Regions from separate parts of the Mus musculus genome. Here all the other regions are linked to region 1. Evidence: chromatin contacts called from public ChIA-PET and Hi-C data. All regions are on one chromosome and are shown on one strand. Each heading gives the region's core, a stretch centred on a gene start, on an enhancer-like site or on the middle of the called end of the contact. The rest is flanking DNA. Distances are from core to core; before and after follow the strand shown. Region 1 overlaps Gm26562 (a long non-coding RNA gene). Region 2 has its middle 13 kb from the start of Gm46567. Region 3 overlaps Gm32679 (a long non-coding RNA gene).

What was found. ChIA-PET counts read pairs in DNA pulled down with a chosen protein or histone mark. Hi-C and Micro-C count contacts between places; a contact is called where the count stands out from the background.
Region 2: a contact with region 1 is called in a Hi-C map of stem cell-derived cardiac mesoderm, with 5 times the contacts expected there. The contact joins two enhancer-like sites. A contact is called at or near these places in 1 of 484 Hi-C or Micro-C datasets (stem cell-derived cardiac mesoderm) and 5 of 115 datasets of contacts at active chromatin or transcription factors (embryonic midbrain, epiblast stem cells, forebrain and 2 more).
Region 3: a contact with region 1 is called in an SMC1A ChIA-PET map of the G1E-ER4 cell line, with 7 read pairs. The contact joins two enhancer-like sites. A contact is called at or near these places in 1 of 15 datasets of contacts at CTCF or cohesin (the G1E-ER4 cell line), 1 of 484 Hi-C or Micro-C datasets (the G1E-ER4 cell line), 2 of 115 datasets of contacts at active chromatin or transcription factors (embryonic stem cells and regulatory T cell precursor) and 1 of 9 other capture datasets (embryonic stem cells).

What each region holds. Positions count from the first base shown.
Region 1 is chr16:30,158,763-30,162,231 of GRCm38.p6, reverse strand. All of the region lies in intron 2 of Gm26562 (a long non-coding RNA gene), which reads left to right. Among named protein-coding and RNA genes, the nearest start is that of 1700025H01Rik, 32 kb to the left of the region's middle. Within about 2 kb of position 1,596, at least 27 of the 459 cell types and tissues checked have an H3K27ac peak or open chromatin away from gene starts, as enhancers often do. A contact at or near this core is called in the G1E-ER4 cell line and stem cell-derived cardiac mesoderm, where this site is marked.
Region 2 is chr16:29,799,183-29,802,651 of GRCm38.p6, reverse strand. No RefSeq gene overlaps it. Among named protein-coding and RNA genes, the nearest start is that of Gm46567, 13 kb to the left of the region's middle. Within about 2 kb of position 1,956, at least 33 of the 459 cell types and tissues checked have an H3K27ac peak or open chromatin away from gene starts, as enhancers often do. A contact at or near this core is called in stem cell-derived cardiac mesoderm, where this site is marked.
Region 3 is chr16:29,843,455-29,846,923 of GRCm38.p6, reverse strand. All of the region lies in intron 2 of Gm32679 (a long non-coding RNA gene), which reads left to right. Among named protein-coding and RNA genes, the nearest start is that of Gm32679, 4.7 kb to the left of the region's middle. Within about 2 kb of position 1,938, at least 17 of the 459 cell types and tissues checked have an H3K27ac peak or open chromatin away from gene starts, as enhancers often do. A contact at or near this core is called in the G1E-ER4 cell line, where this site is marked.

The sequences.
Region 1 (3,469 bases), core at 347-2,846:
ATCTGTTGCATTCAGAGCTGGGCATCCTGTTCAGCCTTGCTTTATTGATTTTTAATAACAAGAATATCCAGTACCTGGGAGGCAGAAGCAGATGTATTTCTGTGAGTTCATGGTCAGCCTGGTCTACAGAGTGAGTTGCAGGGCAGCCAGGGCTACACGGAGAAATCTCACCTTGAAAAAAGCAAAACAAACCCAAAACTAAAAAGAAAGAAAGAAAAGTACCCATTAACACCACCATCAACAACAAACCAGCAACAAAACAAACAAACCAAACCCAAATCCCAGCCACGAATATAGATGGAACCTTCTCCTCCCTCAGGCCCTTCATGGTTAGTTCTCTTGCTCTCAGTATCTGTGATGCCACTGAAAAAAGAATGTACCTAAGGATCCCAGGCATCTGCGACCTAAGTGTGCACAAACCCAGAAAAGAAAATGGAGGGCTGGAGAGATGGTTCAGGTAAGAGTACTAGCTATTCTTCTAGAGGCCCCAGGTTCAGTTCCTAGCACCTACACGATATGTCTCCCAGACATCTGTGACTCCAGCCCCAGGGGATCCAATACCCTCTTTTGGCTTCTATGGACATCTGGCATACACGTGGTTTCAAACATCTGGAAAACTCAGGAGCTTTTCTGTCTTCCCGTGATTTAGCCAGAAGGACTCCCCTGTATAGCATTAGTAATGTAGGACTGGCATGTTACAGTGGAAGACTCCATCTGTAACGTATCCTGGGGCCTGGGGTTTGGATCCCAGGATTTGGGGAGGTGGAGACAGGAGGATCAGGAGTTCAAAGTTATCTTTGGTTACACATTAAGTTCAAGACCAACCTGGGCTACATGAAACACGATCTTAAAAACAAACAAACAAACAAACAAACAAAACAGAACAAAACAAAACCCCCATCCCTTCTGGAGAACTTACAATAGTGCAGATACTGTTCTATTTTGAGTTCAGCGTGAAAACGAACTTATTCTTCACGAGCCTGTATTATTACTGTTTAGGAATGAGAAGCCAGGCTGGTGAGACTATACAGTACTGTGTATCTTGCCACCACTATGCTCGCCAGAGAGAAAACAGACTTACTTAGGGGAGTCCTTGACTCCGCAGGATTATTTAATCAACATTTTGAAATGCTGCCTTCTTTCCAGCCTCTTGCATCTCAGCACAGAGCATAAACTAAGAAACCCTTTTATCTTTGGAGAGTCAGGGAGTGGAGTGGGGGTGGGGGTGGGAGTGGGGGTAGGGTGAGGATGGGGGTGGGGTGGCAGATTGCCTGCCAAGCCACTATTCCCATCCAGGCCCCCATCTCAAAATTTTCCCCTAAACTAAGAAAGAATTATGTTTTCTCACCAGGCAGCCTTCCCAAGACGAGCCCCTTGTGAAAGGCGATAGCTGCTTACTTTACCTCTGATGTTAGAAACACAAAGTGTTGCTTTCCTATAAGGACATCCTGGGAAATCCTTCTTATATTGGCTGACTCTTCAAACAGGGCTTCTCCTACCTCAAAACAAAATGAAGGAACAGCACAACTTCCCATGGGTCCTGTGAGATTAGAGATTAGATGCAGAGCAGCGCCCAGAGCCAAACATCTGCAGAATGAGGAAATGACCTTGGCGCCTCCTGAGGATGCCACCTGTCTATCACTCCTGGCAGGGTGGGGGCTGGAGGTGGGATGACTGATAAGCTTTAAGCTACCCTCAAGGTTCTGTTGGAAGTCAAACCACCTCTCTACTCTCAGAGTGTGGGACAGGAGGAACTGTGGGGGAGGGGACTCTCAGAGAGTGGCTTTTGGAGACCTGGCAGTTTAGAATCCTCTCCTCTGAGATCCTTCAAAACATGTTTATTAGGGTTATGCTATTATTAAACGAGTCACAGGAGCTGGAGAGATGGCTCAGTGGTTAAGAGCACTGACTGCTCTTCCAGAGGTCCTGAGTTCAACTCCCAGCAACCACATGGTGGCTCACAACCTGGGATCCGATGCCCTTTTCTGGTGTGTCTGAAGACAGCGACAGTGCACTCACATACATGAAATCAATCAATCAATCAATCAATCAATGTTGAAGCAAAACCCAGCCAGGCTGGGTTGCTTTTGCTGTCATTTTCAACTGTGGATCAATTAATTGAATCTCGAAACACTCTAGAGAGAGGTAGGTACAGCGTCAAAGGGACAGGTATATAGGACCCCCCACACTATAGCAAGAGATGTCTAGCACAGTGACTTCTACTGATGGTGCCCCTCCCCCAGGGTGGCATGAGGACAGAGTAACAAGTACCTTTACTGAGTGGCACAAACCATGGAAAGCAAAGCCCCTTGATGTCGTCCTGGTCTGGTCAAAGAAAGATACAGCGAGGGAACTGTGATCCTAGGCATCACAGAAGGCTGAGAAGACAGCTGTACCTCAGCTTCCTGGAAAGATGTCTTCTATAAGACTCCAGGGAGCCTTAGCTTACTGGGGACCCCTTGAGTGAACCATGTGGAGCCAGGATCGGTGCAGAAAGCAAGAGGAATTTAGTGTTTCAGTGCACTGCGGTCGTCCCAGACCTGCAGGAGAGGAGGCGACCCCGAGGACCCATTCCACAAGTTTTTATATGGTTTCCAGGGGCAGAATAGAGCATCAGCAACTAGGTACAATATGATTGGTGGAACAGTGCACCCTTTAAACTGATTGGTCTTTAGGGAATGAGGTGACAAGGACTTTCCTTGTCTGAAGGTGGGCAACAGTTCCGTCCTGCAGAATGTGTCCCCACCTGTAGGTTGGTTCCGGCCCTGTGGTCTGAGAAATGTTACTTAGCCTCTCCCTTCTGGAGGGGCGAGTGTTTCATGACCTTCCCAAAGTTCCGAAGCTGACCTTTTCACTACCAGTGTGAAGAAGGTCTGGATGCGCCAAAGCGCAAGCAGAATTTCTCTGATTTAACAGGACCCCCCCCCCCCACTTCTCTGGCAGAAGAGTGGGTGACCACCAAACAGACAGTTATAACCTTGAATTGGGGCTAGAATGCATGGGTGTGTGCGTCATGCAGCTGTTCCTACCTGTTGCTGCAGGATCTCAGGGGCACTTCTCTTAGAACACTGTACTGGCTGGTTTTGTGTATCAACTTGACACAAGCTGGGGTTATCACAGAGAAAGGATCCTCCCTTGAGGAAATGCCTCCATGAGATCCAGCTGTGAGGCATTTTCTCGGTTGGTGATCAAGGGGGGAGGGCCCACTGTGGGTGGTGCCATCTCTGGGCTGGTAGTCCTGGGTTCTATAAGAAAGCAAGCTGAACAAGCCAGGGGAAGCAAGCCAGTAAGAAATATCCCTCCATGGCCTCTACATCAGTTCCTGCTTCCTGACCTGCTTGAGTTCCAGTCCTGATTTCCTTTGGTGATGAGCAGCAATGTGAAAGTGTAAGCTGAATAAACCCTTTCCTCCCCAACCTGCTTCTTCATCATGATGTTTGTGCAGGAATAGAAACCATGACTAAGACAA
Region 2 (3,469 bases), core at 707-3,206, 360 kb after region 1:
GAAATTAAATATAGTCACGCATGTAACAAGTAATGTTTCCAGTCTGGAAAGTTTGAAGAGGGTTTGAGAATTCTGAAAGGTTTGAAGAGGGAAATAGATGAGTTAGGGCTTTGTTTTAGGATTGGCTATCCCGGTCATGGCAGAGAAAGAGAAGATTCATGCTGTGGTTTGAGTGGCTCCTTCCTAAATATACTTATGCCGATGCTATTTGAAGGTGGAAGCTTGAGGGAAATAAATAGATATCATGGGGACAGGTCCCTGTGATGGCATTAATGGCTTTGCAGACATAGAAAGCCAAGGTAGCAAGCTTGCTCTGCCTCACCAGACCACGCCCACTTCACTGTACGTGGGGACATTTGCACCACGCTCTCAGACTCTCCGACCTCTAGAGCTATAAACCAGATAAACTTCTGTCCTCTGTAAATTACCTAGTCCCAGCACTGCCATTTTATTATGGCAACAGACAACCAAGAAAGGCACCATCGAAGACCAGAGAACAGTTACCCAGCAGGAACCGTGGAGAGATTGTGGTGTCAGGTAAGGTTTTGTGCTGGATGGTTACTTGACATTCCTACGCATCAGCAGGAAAAGCAATGGTAGGTAATACCACACGCAGATGGGCACAGAGCGGACCGGAAATGCACAGAGCGGATAGTGGCAGTCGCTTGGGGGTTGGATCAGGAACTCAGGTTCTGTTAGGCCCAAGAGCAGAGCAGAAGCCTTCCTTACAGGGCGTGGTTAGTACCTAAGTCAGTCCTAAAGGTCTATGGTGTGACTTAACCTCCCGGAACCTACCTGCAAATAGTTCTGCACAGCTTCCTCACCTTCACAGCACAAGTGGGTGTGTTGAGTCCACTTTAGATTGATGAACGCCTTGCCTAGTAGGTTGAATCTTTTTTTGCAGACTCTTCACATTTCTCTGCTGACATTCAGCACTCTTTTGACTTACTCAATAGATCCTTTGGAAGAGCGTGCCCAAAGGCATCAGCTGCTTCCAGAGGTTTTACGGGTGTTCCACAGTCCGTGTGGTGGGCAGAGAGACCAGACACTACGACTTCTCCACATTAGATGAAACATCTTCACTTGCCCAGATCCTAAGCCTTTAGTAGTTAGGTCTTCAAACCCAAAATAACCAGGCCCTGCATTTCCCTGGGATTCCTTTCCCTTGATCTGCTTGCATTTTCTCAGTAAGATATCTCGAGTAATAGCTGTTTATGCTCATTGAGGACCAGTTTTCGTTATATCTGCAGCACGGGCAAGTGTGATATGTGGTATAATTCACAGCACATGAAACATGGATGCGGCTGAGGTCTCTAAGACTAGGTCATGGTCATAGACTGAGAAGTCCCAGGCCTGAGACAGGAAAGTAGTGTATTGCTGGGTGTGCTAGCTAAAAACAAACTGATTCTGGTGAATATTCTAGGATACCAGGGTGGGGATAGCCAAATTTGCCAGATCAATAACTTCCAGAAGTTGTATGGTTTCCTTAGCAACAAAACCACACCTGGAAAAGCTACATATGTTGGCAAAGGCCAAATACTCAGGACGAATGGAGCATGTGACCATGTTCACCATCCCTGCATCTTTCCCATCCATGCTGCAGGCTCACTTGTCTTACCATAGTGGCTTGTACTCTGTACAGAAAGCAATGAGTGTGGGGATTCTGCTAAAAACCACTACGTCTGTTTCTAAAATCAACAGTTCTGGAGCAGAGGAAATAGCTGCCTGGGTTAGGGCTGTACCACTGTGAGATGGAGCCCCCGCAAAACCCCACTGAGTACCTGGTTGCTATAAACTCTTATCCTGACAGTAAGTCATGTGCTCCAGTTATGTCCTCAGGTTTCTTTGGGGAAGATTTGGCAGTAGAAGAGATTTATTGTGTACACATGGACTGAGCAGTAGGTTTTTCCCACTCCCTTTGTGGTCACGTGGCCATGAGGCTGAAAAAGAAGCCTAGGCAAAGAATCAGTTTAGGGCTGTGGTTCCCTGCTGTGACCAAGTCCCTTCTGTAGATGCTATCCAGAGCTATTCAGTGTATGCAAATCAAGCAGAATGGGGGCTGTCCCAGAGCACCTTCAGCTTTAGGGACTCCAACTTCAAAGAGCTCTTCCCGTGCAGCATTCTGGTGAAAGCCCTGTCTCTGTTCTCCCTTAGTGACTGTGTATTGCCCATTTGGTGTCTGTCACCTCTCTGTCTCACCCAGGGATTTTCAGAGCCCACTACAGTTGCAACAGTTCCCATGTGTGGTGCATGAGTTTTCCTGGGGAGACATGAACAAATGTCTGTTTACTTTAGATAGGACACAAACAACAGATCAAAGAAAAGCAGGCTCTCCCAGTCCCCAACCAGTCTATCATGGTGAACCAGTATTTTTTGTTTGTTTGGCTGGTTGATTGAGTTTGGTTTCTTACAAGACCCTGGATTCTTTAGTCAGGGAATCTGCAGAGCAGGGGTTTCCAACCTGTGGATCGAAACCACTTTGTAGTTGAATGACCCTTTCACAGGGCCACCTAAGACCATCGGAAAACACAGATATTTACATTATGATTCATAGCAGTAGTAATATTACAGTTATGAAGTAACAGAAAAAAATTATGTTATGGTTGTGGGTCACCACAATGTGAGGAAGTCTATCAAGGGTCATAGAATTAGGAAGTCTGAGAACCACTGATCTAGAAGAACAGACCCAAGGGGATGAAATATATACACATACCATAGAGTAGTGTATTGTTGGGTGCGCTAGCTAAAAAACAGAGCCTGCTAATTCTAATGCTAATTCTGGCTAAACCAGTGGGATACAAAACTCCAAAGAGACACAGGATGACTTTATTCTTGCCCTCAAAAAAAAAAAAAAAAAACTTGCAGAGATACAAAACCAACAATATAATCTGTGTAGCTTGTATATCAAGACCATACACAATGCAAAAAATGAATGAACACGAATCTGTTTCAGTAAAATTTTACTTGCAAAAATAGGTGTGACTATATTCCCGATAAAACTTTATTCACAAAAACAGGCCATGCCAGTTTGCCAGTCCGTGTACTGCAGAAGCACAGTCCAGGAAAGAGACCGTGAGTGTAAACAGCTCATGATGGGGCATCATGGTCAAGAGATGTATACAAAAGGCTGTGGAGACAGAGGGTGTAACTGTCTGGGGAACTTGGCAGTGCCTCCTTGGCAGCATTTCTGTGGCTTGTATTTCCAGGTCACTGCCATCCAAGAACCAGGAAACTGCTTGCAGACTGACACAGGGTGGGATCTGGAGCCTGTTTCTTATCAGAACTCCCGTCTCCTTCCTGAGCTGAGCCTGTGGTGTGGGAACTGATGCCCCCACCCTCTGCCTCTTCATCCTGGACTAGCCAGCCCCTAACACCTCCTGATACCCAGCATTCCTCAGCCTTGGCAGCACAGAAACCAAACACTTGGAAGATGGTCCTGAAAGATAATTCCTTGCACGCCACAGTCAGT
Region 3 (3,469 bases), core at 689-3,188, 320 kb after region 1:
TTTCTACATCTTAAACACTATGTTTCCCTGCAGGAAGGTCCTTCTGTTTTATAATTGGTTCTGTTTTATAATTGGAATTTTTTTTTATTGTATCCTTCCTCACCAAATTATAGGATAATCTCATTTTTAAAACTTATTTATTTGTTTTTATTTATTTTATGTGGATAGTTGTTTTGCCTGCACGCAAAACCTATCCACATAAAGGAAGAAGAGGATGCTGAGTTCCTGAAAATGGAGTTACAGATGGTTGTGGCCTGTCATGTGGGTGCTGGGAACTGCCCTTTGAGAGAGCAGCCAGTGCTCTTAACCATTGAACCATATCTCCAGCCCAGGCTAGTTTTTAGTATTTTAGTATTAATTTTAAATTTTAGTATTAGATTAAAAAGTGATCACTGGGAGATAGATATGGCTTATGTGCTTTAATTCCAGCACTTGAGAGGGAGAGAGGGAGGGGAAGGCGAAGGGGGAGGGAGAGGGAGGGAGAAGCAGATGGATCTCAGAGTTTGAAGTTAGCTTGGTATATAGAGCTGCAGGCCAAACAGGGTTGCATGATGAGAACCTGTTCCAGGAGAGAAAGAAAGAAAGAAAGAGAGAGAGAGAGAGAGAGAGAGAGAGAGAGAGAGAGAGAGAGAGAGAAAGAAAGTTGGAGTTTTTTGGTTTTTTGTTTTAAAGAAAAGAAAAGAAAAAAAGAAGAGAAGAGAAGAGAGAAGAGAAGAGAAGAGAAGAGAAGAGAAGAGAAGAGAAGAGAAGAGAAGAGAAGAGAAGAGAAGAGAAGAGAAGAGAAGGAAAGAGGGGCTGGAGAGATGGCTCAGTGATGAAGAGCCCTGGATACTCTTCCAGAGGTCCTGAGTTCAATTCCCAGCCATCACATAGACCTCACAACTGTCTGGAACTCCAGTTCCAGAGGCTCCAACACTCTTACACAGACATACATGCAGGCAAAATACCAACGCACATGAGATAACAGTAAAAACCAAGAAACGTTTTAAAAAGAAAAGAGAGTTGATTTCATTCGTAGTGAGAGGCCTGCTCCTGTGTCCCTTATCTCTGGGGGCTTTGTGTTTGTGAGATAAACTGTGGTAATAGTGACGTCAACAGGCCTTCCACCCTGCACACGCCTCTACCCACAGCTTGGAGCCATCTGCTTTAGCCTTATCTCACTCATTAAGTTTTAACCCGAGTGTGCACATGAACTCGATGTCTCAAGACACACAGCGGCTCCCTGGGGGCTATATTTAGACTGGCTTGTTCCTGGATTCCCTGTCTTACTTTTAGGGATATGATGACAATAATTTGCAGAGAAGAAAATATAAACTCTCAGGGAAACACAGCACCCCCTCGTGTGAGAGAAAATGGGGGACATGTGTAGCAGCTAGTGCTAACAGGATCTGCTAGCGGAGTGATAAAGTGGTAATGGCTGGGGGAGAGAGAGTAGAGGGGAGTCAGAGGCTCAGGACGATTCCCCTGCCTGCTGTGTAGACTGCTCCAGCAGTATTGTTCCTTGAATGGCTGTTTTCCTCCTCCTGGGGAGCGCCCCCGCCCCTCCCCCACCACATACCCAGAGCTTGTAAGCTTTGCCTTAAAGTAGGTCACAGAGAAGGGGGTGTCTTCTCTTAGTGTCAGGTCCTACAGCCACCTTCCAAGTTGTCTCCCACAATTCACCTTGTGCCCATATGTCACTCTGAGAGCACCACCCCCCAAAACCGGCCTTAATGGCTGGGACTTGATGGAGGTGGAGTGGGAGACCAGGTGCCAGGTGTCAGTGAGAAGGACCTAGAAGGAAAAGCCTGAAGTAGTCTTAGCCCTGAGTGTCAGGGCACAGTTTCTCTTTGACTACAGCAAAGCCCTTGAGACAAATATTTATCAAGGCCCCCTAGAAGCCCTGTGCTTAAGTGTGCTTCGCAGAGGAGAACAAAGAAATGTGGTCCAGGCTCAACACATCTGAGGCGGCTTCACCCACATCCAACCCGGCCCTCAGGCCCCTGACAGTCAGGGTTTCTGTTCTGCAGAGAGAAGGAAGCTTGCTTCACAGCAACCCCAGGATTCTTCGCAGGAGGGAAACGAGGCTGAGGCCAGGCCAGGTTGAGTCTGTCTCCTGCTGTCAATTACACAGGGCACAGAATGCTTGGGTTGTATCATCTGTCAATCTCAGGCCTTGACACCCGCCTGGGAACTTCCTACTGTGAAGCAGCCAGCAAGCAACAGCTCTCTCCTAGCTCACTTTGCTCCCTAAAGTCTTTCCCTGCCGACTTCTGCTCCGCACATCTCTCTCTATGTACTGTTTTGCCCACTGCATCCTGTTCTCCACTGATCCAACACACACTCACACGTGCACTCACATGTGCACGCATGCACACATCTGTTGGGCCTGTACCATCTCAAATATTGTCTTCCTCCTTTTGCAGGACCCTTTCAGATCATTAGACTGTTTTCTCCCAAAGCTAGTCTACACTGAGCAGACTAGCTGGTTTTCCCACAGGACTGATGCAACCCTTGGTTCCAGGGGAAGGCTCTGGCTGTGGTCCCCCTATTTCAGGAACTCTCCAGCATCATCTGGTCAATGAGATGGCCCCCGAAAGGCTCTAGCCCTCTAAGCCCACATTCCTTTATTCCATCATCAATAAATAAGCGTTGGGGACCCAGATCGTTTAGCTAGGCCAGCTGAGAATGTTTACAGATGGCTGAAGTACTCCCTGGGTTGTGGGGTTGCACACCAGGGAATGGACTCCAGGTGAGCCATGAGGGCCCGGGACAGAGGGATGGAAGCATCTTAGAGACAGAATCTTTGGTTATAGTTGAACAGTATTTTAGTGCAAGTCTCAAACCACCACCACCAAAATGTAATGACTGTTTCAAAGCACGCCAATAGTGAGCATGCCTGAAGCTCACAGGACCACCTGACCAGGGTTTCTCACTAAAGTTCCTCCCGAGGAACCTTATTTTGTGTCACTTTGACAACAAAAGTATTTAATGTACACCATATGAAGAGACAGGGAGAATTCTAAAAGATTTTCCTGGCCCATTCACCTATTGTTATAAAATAAATTACCCCAAAGGGAAATTAAAACAATGACTTATTATGCCCTCCCAGAGCTGATTGGCTGTGCTCAGCTGAGTGGCTGTTGCCTAAGTCGCTCAGGTGACCACAATCATGTGTCAACCTGACTGGAAGTGGAGGGGCTATGATAGCGCGTCTGCACGGTTAGTTCTTTGGGTCTGGCAATCAACTCTGAGTGATCCCTTATCAGTCAGTGCGTTTCCCGATACAGTGTAGGGGTGTCGTAAGAGAGTAGGGAAGGCATTCATGACCTCATAGAGCAGTGGCTCTCACCCTTCCTGATGCTGTGACCCTTTAATGTTGTGGTGATTCACCCCCAACCACAAAATTATTTTCCTTGCTACTTCAGAACTGTAAGTTTGCTACTGTTATGAACTGTAATGTAAATATCTGTTTTCTGATGATCTTAGG